2 separate regions of the Mus musculus genome follow, and region 2 is linked to region 1. Evidence: chromatin contacts called from public HiChIP or PLAC-seq data. All regions are on one chromosome and are shown on one strand. Each heading gives the region's core, a stretch centred on a gene start, on an enhancer-like site or on the middle of the called end of the contact. The rest is flanking DNA. Distances are from core to core; before and after follow the strand shown. Region 1 overlaps Casr (calcium-sensing receptor). Region 2 overlaps Ildr1 (immunoglobulin-like domain containing receptor 1).

The links. HiChIP or PLAC-seq counts read pairs in DNA pulled down with a chosen protein or histone mark.
Region 2: a contact with region 1 is called in an H3K27ac HiChIP or PLAC-seq map of bone marrow-derived dendritic cells, with 4 times the contacts expected there. The contact joins two enhancer-like sites. A contact is called at or near these places in 5 of 115 datasets of contacts at active chromatin or transcription factors (CD8 T cells, bone marrow-derived dendritic cells, embryonic stem cells and 1 more) and 2 of 9 other capture datasets (embryonic stem cells and pancreatic islet).

The regions. Positions count from the first base shown.
Region 1 is chr16:36,503,965-36,507,583 of GRCm38.p6, forward strand. All of the region lies in intron 4 of Casr (calcium-sensing receptor), which reads right to left. Among named protein-coding and RNA genes, the nearest start is that of Stfa3, 50 kb to the left of the region's middle. Within about 2 kb of position 1,722, at least 5 of the 459 cell types and tissues checked have an H3K27ac peak or open chromatin away from gene starts, as enhancers often do. A contact at or near this core is called in bone marrow-derived dendritic cells, where this site is marked.
Region 2 is chr16:36,722,452-36,726,070 of GRCm38.p6, forward strand. Ildr1 (immunoglobulin-like domain containing receptor 1) reads left to right here. Exons shown (of 8, transcript NM_001285788.1): 7 at 1-228; 8 at 3,066-3,619. The coding sequence ends at 3,107. Among named protein-coding and RNA genes, the nearest start is that of Ildr1, 30 kb to the left of the region's middle. Within about 2 kb of position 1,615, at least 9 of the 459 cell types and tissues checked have an H3K27ac peak or open chromatin away from gene starts, as enhancers often do. A contact at or near this core is called in bone marrow-derived dendritic cells, where this site is marked.

The sequences.
Region 1 (3,619 bases), core at 472-2,971:
TTTGTTCGGGAAATCAAACAATGACTAAGACACACAGCAAGCAACCGACAGCTTCTCTTCTCTCTTAGGTCCACTACCCTCTACAGTGTCCAGGAGTAGGGACAAAGATGGGGACAAGAGTTGGAATGATATTATTTCATAACTAGCTGATTACCTTTCGCATAGACAGATAATACAAACCAACGAACATCACTGGCTTCAGGTGTGTCATTGTTGGTTCTGGCTGGTGATTTCAACCATGTTCCTAACATGGAAGAAGGATACACCCCAAAATCATATCCTCAAAGTTTTCAAGCTTCCACTAAAGAACTTGCCATGCTGGATTTTTATACTAGGGGTTTGGCTGAATCTGACTGCAGCCTTCTGCGCTGTAGCTTTCTCATTTGTCCTGCAATTGCCCTGAAATCCTGTTCCACCCCCACCCCCCACATAGCTTTCTAGTGTATTATAAGTTCACAGAACCTTTAGATTGCACCAAGGAGTTTAAAACCCTGATCCTGCCGACACCGGTGTAAGAAAAATGCCTGCCGAGCCTTAAATTAGTCTGAGATAATCAGGTACATTCTGCAGTAGATGAACCCACTATTCTCTTAACAATTTTTATTTTTGTTTTGAATGTATTAATATTTTTCCTGCATCCATGTCTGCGTACCATGTGTATGCCTGGTTCCTCCAGGAGGCCAGAAGAGGACATTTGATCCCTTGGAACTGGAGCCACAGACTAGTGAGAGCTACTATCTATGTGTTGGGGATCGAACCCAGGTCCTGTGGATCAGAGCAGCCAGATTTTTTTTTTTTTTTTTTTTTTTGGTGTGAATGTGGTGTATAGGCATGTGTGAGTCATCTCTACACCCATCTAAGTCCCATCTCTCATTTTAAATAACCAATGAGTTAAATGTATGTGTATGGATGCTTTGTCTGAATGCATGTCTGTGTACCATGTGCAGAGGCAGGAAGAGGACATTACATTCCCCGGAACTGGAGTTAGGGACAGTTGTGAGCTATGTGGGTATTGGGAATTGAAACCCAGTTCTCTGGAAGAAAATTGGTGCTCTTAAACACTGAGCTATCACTCCAGGCCCAAACTCATCTCTTTAAGCATCCTTAGTCGCTCTTTTGGCATACGGGCTTGTAAGTTTTATATTAGAGCACTTTATATTCTGCATAATACTTTACCTTTAAGTCACATAACGGGGAAGAAAGAAGTGAAAATCATTTCACATTTAAGAGTCTTTACATTGATTATTCCTGGCACACACAAAAACATTTCTTTCTTTTTTTTTTTTTTTGGCACTGGGATTTGAAGCCACAAACCTCATGACTGCTAGGTAAGTTCTCGCCCACTGAGCTACAGCTAGTGAGGGTATGGGGAAAAGGGAACCTCTCTAGGCTCCTGGTGAGAATGTAAATTAGACTAGCCACAATGACTGCCAGTATGGAATTTCCCCCAGAGAGCTGCAAGAAGAACCACCATATGACCCTGCCTATGGATGCAATGGTGTTTTAATCAGCCATAGGTAAGAACGAAATTATGTCATTAGCTGAAAATGGATATAAAAGATGATCTGATTAGGCAAAATCAGCTTGATAAATATCACGTCTTGATTTTTTTTTCTTATTTGTGAATCCTAGATTTTATACAGATACATAAATCTCATCTATAAAAGAGAAGTGAGATTGTCTGGGAAAGAATGGGGATCAGGAGAAGAGAGAAAGGGGAAGGTAAGGGAGGGTGAATGTGGTCGAAATTCATGCCCTATTTGAATAAAAATGTCTTTATGAAGCTCATCACTATGTGCAATGAATATGTCAATGAAAAGCAATTAACATAAAAAAGTATTTAGGTATTTTTCCCAGAGAAGGCATCCTTTTGTTTTTAGAATGCTAAAAATGATAATTCCACTGAAAAAGAAAATGTGAGGTTCTTCTTTAGATTGTACATCAGCATAACATGTTGCTTCTTGTTTTCTCTGTCAAGTGGTGGGAGGAAAAAGAATGAGTAAGTCGGGGGCTTGGGGGGATGGAGACATAGCAGGATCCCCAGTGCATTTGCAACACTCTGAGAAGGAACCACGCATTTCAGAGAAAGGTAAATGCACGCAGGTTCTGAGAATTCCACTTTCTTTTGTGTGGTGATATTTCCATCTTGTGGTCTTTGAGGGTATTCCCACTACAGGACTCTAGAGCTAACATGTGTGCCTTGTAGGCACCAGTGGGAAGCCCCTATCTACATACATTCTAAAAGGCAGTAGAATTTAGCCAGAGCCAAGAAGCCAGGAATGGTCCACGCACAGGTAGGACTTTCCATTAATGAAAGAAGTTTATGGTTGGCAGGGAGCCAGCAAAAATGAGGAAGAAAAAATTAACAGAATGGAAGTACGTGAGAGTCTGACTAGAAAAGATTTACATGAGAAACTGAATTCTTACAAAAAAGTTCATGGTGGATAGTGCTTAGAAATAAAACAGGGTCCTCCTTGGGTGTACCTCTCATGGGACATAGACGACTTGAGATGAGAAACAAAGATATCATGTCAACAGCTAATGAGAAACGAGATTTCTGCATCAAAAATTAATATGGGATTTGAAAAATGGTGCCGGGCAAGTGGCTTAGGAGCAAAGAGTTGAGAGATGGCAGACACTGGGCTGCAAGCTAATTCTCGGATGAGACTGAATATAGGTGTCAGGTTCCTACCTATTTAGGCCCACATAATGATGTCTCTACTTGCTGGTACATCTCCTGATAGTGAGGGACACGGCCAAGATCTTAGAGAGTCTGGAGGCTTCTGGGGCTCAATGGAGACTGTAATGATCCTGGGAAACATGTCAGCTAAGTGCCCGTGCCTGCCATCCTCAGCACTTGGGAGCCATGTTCCAGTCCTCACCCATCTCTCCTCTGTAATCTTTTTGAACTTAAAGCTACTGTAGAAGCTGCAAACCAGGGAATAAGGAACAGAAAGACAGAGATGGAATCACCTGTGGTGGGAACACTTCTGAGCTATGCAGCAAGACTAGTCACAAAATTTCCTTTCCCCCTTTCTGCACAGGTCAGTTTGGCTTGGGTTTTCTATTACATTACTAATGAGCTTGAATCATAACTGTAGTCCCTCCCCTGACTCAAATTTAGCCCTGGTCATCTTACTTCCTAGTCTGGGAGAAGAGTTACTGGAAAGTCAAGTTTCCCACAGAAAACTTCTTTCCCTCCCACCTTACCCTGCTCCTGTAGCATTTTCAAGAGCCAAGGTCTTCCTTTCATGGGCTATAGGTGTGAGGAGATATTTATGACCCAGATATTGGTGTTTAATTCATCTTACTTAAAATTTTGCATTTGAAGCATAACTCCTGAGGTCTTCACTGTAACTTAAGGCTTTTGGTAGAGGTTCAATGTGAAGAGGAGGCTCAGGGCAACCCACAAAGATTAGAAACTTCTGTTGGCAGTGATGTCCGAGGGAGATTTTCTCATTCAAGGAGGGCTCCGTGAATCCTGACTTATTTTATGAGTCTAGACAGTTCTCCTTATAAGTGCCCGGGAGGTGTTACATTAACGCACATACGTTACATGCTCTTTTTTTTTTTTTTTTTTTTTTTTTTTTTTTTTTTTTTTTTTTTTGTAGTATCTTTC
Region 2 (3,619 bases), core at 365-2,864, 220 kb after region 1:
AGGCATCGCAGCTACTCGCCTCCTCTACCCTCGGGCCCCAGCTCTTGGAGCTCTGAAGAGGAGAAAGAGTCGCTGCCCAGGAACTGGGGTGCCCAGCGACGTCACCATCACCGCCGCCGCCGCTCACAGTCTCCAAACTGGCCTGAGGAGAAGCCGCCCAGCTACCGCTCACTGGATGTGACTCCAGGCAAGAACAACAGGAAAAAAGGGAATGTGGAGAGGCGCTTGGTGAGCCTGGGGCATCCTGTGGAGGGTCGGGCAGGATCAGAGAGGCTCCTCAGCTGACACAGGCCCAGCAGGGTTTTCCTAGTCCTGCATAACTGTCCCGGCAGGCTGAGGTACTACTTTTTCTTAGAATGAAAGGGCCTAGTCAGTGCAGGGTACAGAAGAGGCCCAGAGCTTGCACTGGATCTTCTCTGCCCCAGCGTGTGTGACTTTAGCCATGTTCTCTGCCCTTGGAGGCAGGTCAGGAGGGCTCTGCTGGTAAGGACAGTAAAGAACTAAGGCTCAGAATGACTAAGCACCCCACCCCCAACCCCGTGGTGGGGAGCTGGTCCTCCGGTCTCAGCTGCAGGACTGGATGTTGACTTGGCAACCTTTTTTCTCACAGGCCCAGTTAGAAACAGGCAAGAGGAGTTGTGAATGTTTAAGTGAGCAGCAACTGTGCTGTGTGAGAGGATGAGGGCTTCCTGGTGTGCCGGGGAAGGCTCATCAGACTAATGAAAACAGACCTGGGCATCCCACTTAATGAGTAAAACTTTAGAGTGCTGTGAACCTTGAAGATGCCAGTCATTATTTAGCACTCTAAAGGGGAAACACTGGAGGATACATGTCTACAGTACCCCTGCCCCTCTCTCCCCCCCTTTCTCATGTAGTGACTAAGTATGCCTCTTCTTTTTAGCAGAAAAAAATATATGATTTTCAAGTTTTTGGCTCAACATCTGAGCCCCACTTTCCTCTAAGTTACTTTTTTTCCCTTTTCTTTATTTCCCTCCAGTTAAAGTATGCAGCCCTTCTAAGCCTTAGAATCTAAGGGAAGGGTACAAGACACGCTCTAGACACTGAGCCAGTCCTGATTCATTTGGTCCTCACAAGGCTCAGAAAGGTTGAAGAACAAGGGCAAAGCACAGAGCAATAGAAAAAGAAGCCCGTGTTTGAACACAGTCCTCTGGTTCTCAAGCCTTTTTGGTAACCCACAGTTTCCTTAGACAGAAGTTGAGATCCATAACACTTTCTAGTGACTACGGCTTCCTAAATTTTCCCGAGCATCAGTACTTTTTTTTTAAAATCATCAAGATGTGCACAAGAAGTCATTCTACTACCATTTTCATTTATAAAGTTGTCTTTGAAAGATTTTGTCTAAAATAATTTTAAAATCCCCCATTGACTGGGGTCTGAGTCTGGTTTCTAGATATATCACTGAATTGCATTAAACCTTCTTTTTATAGTCTGATACTGCCCATAGGCCCAGGACCAAAGCTGAGTTTGCAGATTAGTTCATTTGAAGGGTGTAGCTTGTTGCCTTTATAGCTTTACTGTTATGAAGAGGCTCGGTGATGGCGCCAAGTGCTTCCTGCACAGGTTTCTGAAAGCACTGGAGCTTGACATTTTCAACACTGTGCAGTTAGGCCACTAGATGGTGACTTTTGTCTACGTGTCACTTGTGGTTTCTCTGGTCCTCTCATTAAAAGAACAAAAAGATTCATTAAAATACTTCATCAAATACTCAGAGAAATAGGAGACAAACTAAATGTTTTTAGGCTCACATGGAGCCTTTCAAGGGTAGTGCTTAACAAATACACACAAACTAGTGCTTCTGTGCACACAACTGCCTGCTAATCCAAAATAGGGAAGATGTTCTCTCTGCTCAGAGCCCAGAGAAATACAGACCTTCTGCTGTCTGTGGGAGTACCTGCTCAGCTGACTTAGGGTGAGTGCTCACTCATTAGAAGCCTTGCATGCAGTCAAATTGAAGCAGGAACTTCAAGCTTTCTACTCCAGTGGCTTCAGGCTGAATGATCCTTGTGTTTCTAACCTCCTTTAGACTATCTCTCTTTCCAATCTTGACCTAATAGAATGAGTTCCAAGACACTCTGGCATCTTCAAAACTTGGCCCATATAAATCGATTCTAGAGAGGAGAAAGCCATGGTGTTTGTTTCTGGGCTAACCTGTAGTGAACACCAGGTAATATATATATATATATATAGTATATCCTTAAGTTCTTTATTAATAAAAAATGTCGTATTGGGACCTGCAGTCTTCTACTTTGAGTATCCCTTGATCATGCCAGGTCTCCCTGAACAGAGTCCCTTTGTCTCTTCTCATTGTTGTCTTCTGTTGCAGAGAGCATTTACCCCAGAGTATTCCAATTAGAAACCTTGGCCCTTAACGAGTCCTTTCCTGATCATAAGAAACACATTTTTTGAAGCAGTATGATGCACATGCCTACACAATGTCTTTGGGACTGTTCATTACAGGAAAGGGTGTTCTCATTTCTGAACTCCAGCTGTAGAATTTCAGAAATGTAGCCAAATGACCCCCCCTCCCCAACATGCATGGAGAGGTTTGAGAAACATATCCAATGAGAAAACAACAACAACAGAACTCAAACAGACCCACAAATAACAAGAGATCCTTTGAAGAAAAGCCATTGAGTTTGTTCGGGAAAAGTGTGAAAGATAACTCTAGAGGAACACTGAAGTATGGAGCTAATGAAGGGGGTGGAGAGCAATGGTTCAGAGTGTAACCAGGAACCGAGCTGTCTTCACGGTCAGTAGAGAGGAACTGGGAAGTGGGAAGAGAGCGGGTCCTTTCTTCAGTCCACTGAAGACTGGCATTATTACAAAAACAACAGTGATAGAATGGAGCAAATAAGATTAGAAACTTTGGGAAATCCACAGTGTTGGAGGAAGGCCATTGAGAGGAAAAAGAATGGCCCCGCGAAAGGTCAAGGAAGAAATACAAGCAACCACTACTTAGTGGGTTAGACCAGCTCACCTTGGGAATTGCCTATGTGGGCTATAGATTTGAGCTGAATGTTGTTTTTTGTGTTCTTGTTCCTCAGGAGAGAGAGAGCTCCCATAGTGGACGGAGTGTGGTCATTTAGTCTCCAGGCACCATACTGCTTCTTGGATCATACATGTCCTCAGCATTATCAAGAGTTCCAGCTGCCTTGGGAGGGACACTATACATCTGTGTCTCACAGTTTTGGGTTTAGATTCTAAGAATCAAATAGAAGAGTTTTCAAAACAGGTGTTTGTGGAATTAATAGCAAGCTTTCCCCCTTGTTCATGCCCTCTGTCTATTACATGATCTCTGACTTGTAAGGGCTCCTAGCTAGGATAGGATCCCTCAGGGACACAGTAGCCCAAAGTGGTCCAGTAGGTCATGGTGCTCGGGACCAAGGCAGTCTCATAATGACAACTCAGGAATCTTTAAGAAGAAAGCAAACAGGTTCCAGGAACAGGAAACCTATGGAATATTATGGGCAAATTCCCACGGGAACTCCCTGTCCTTTCTTGAATTTCCTGAGGGTTTTTCCACGTTAAGCATCCCCACCTGTGGTCCTGAGCATTCCTGAGTTTCCAGTCCAAGCAAGCAAGCAAGAAAGGGCAAAAA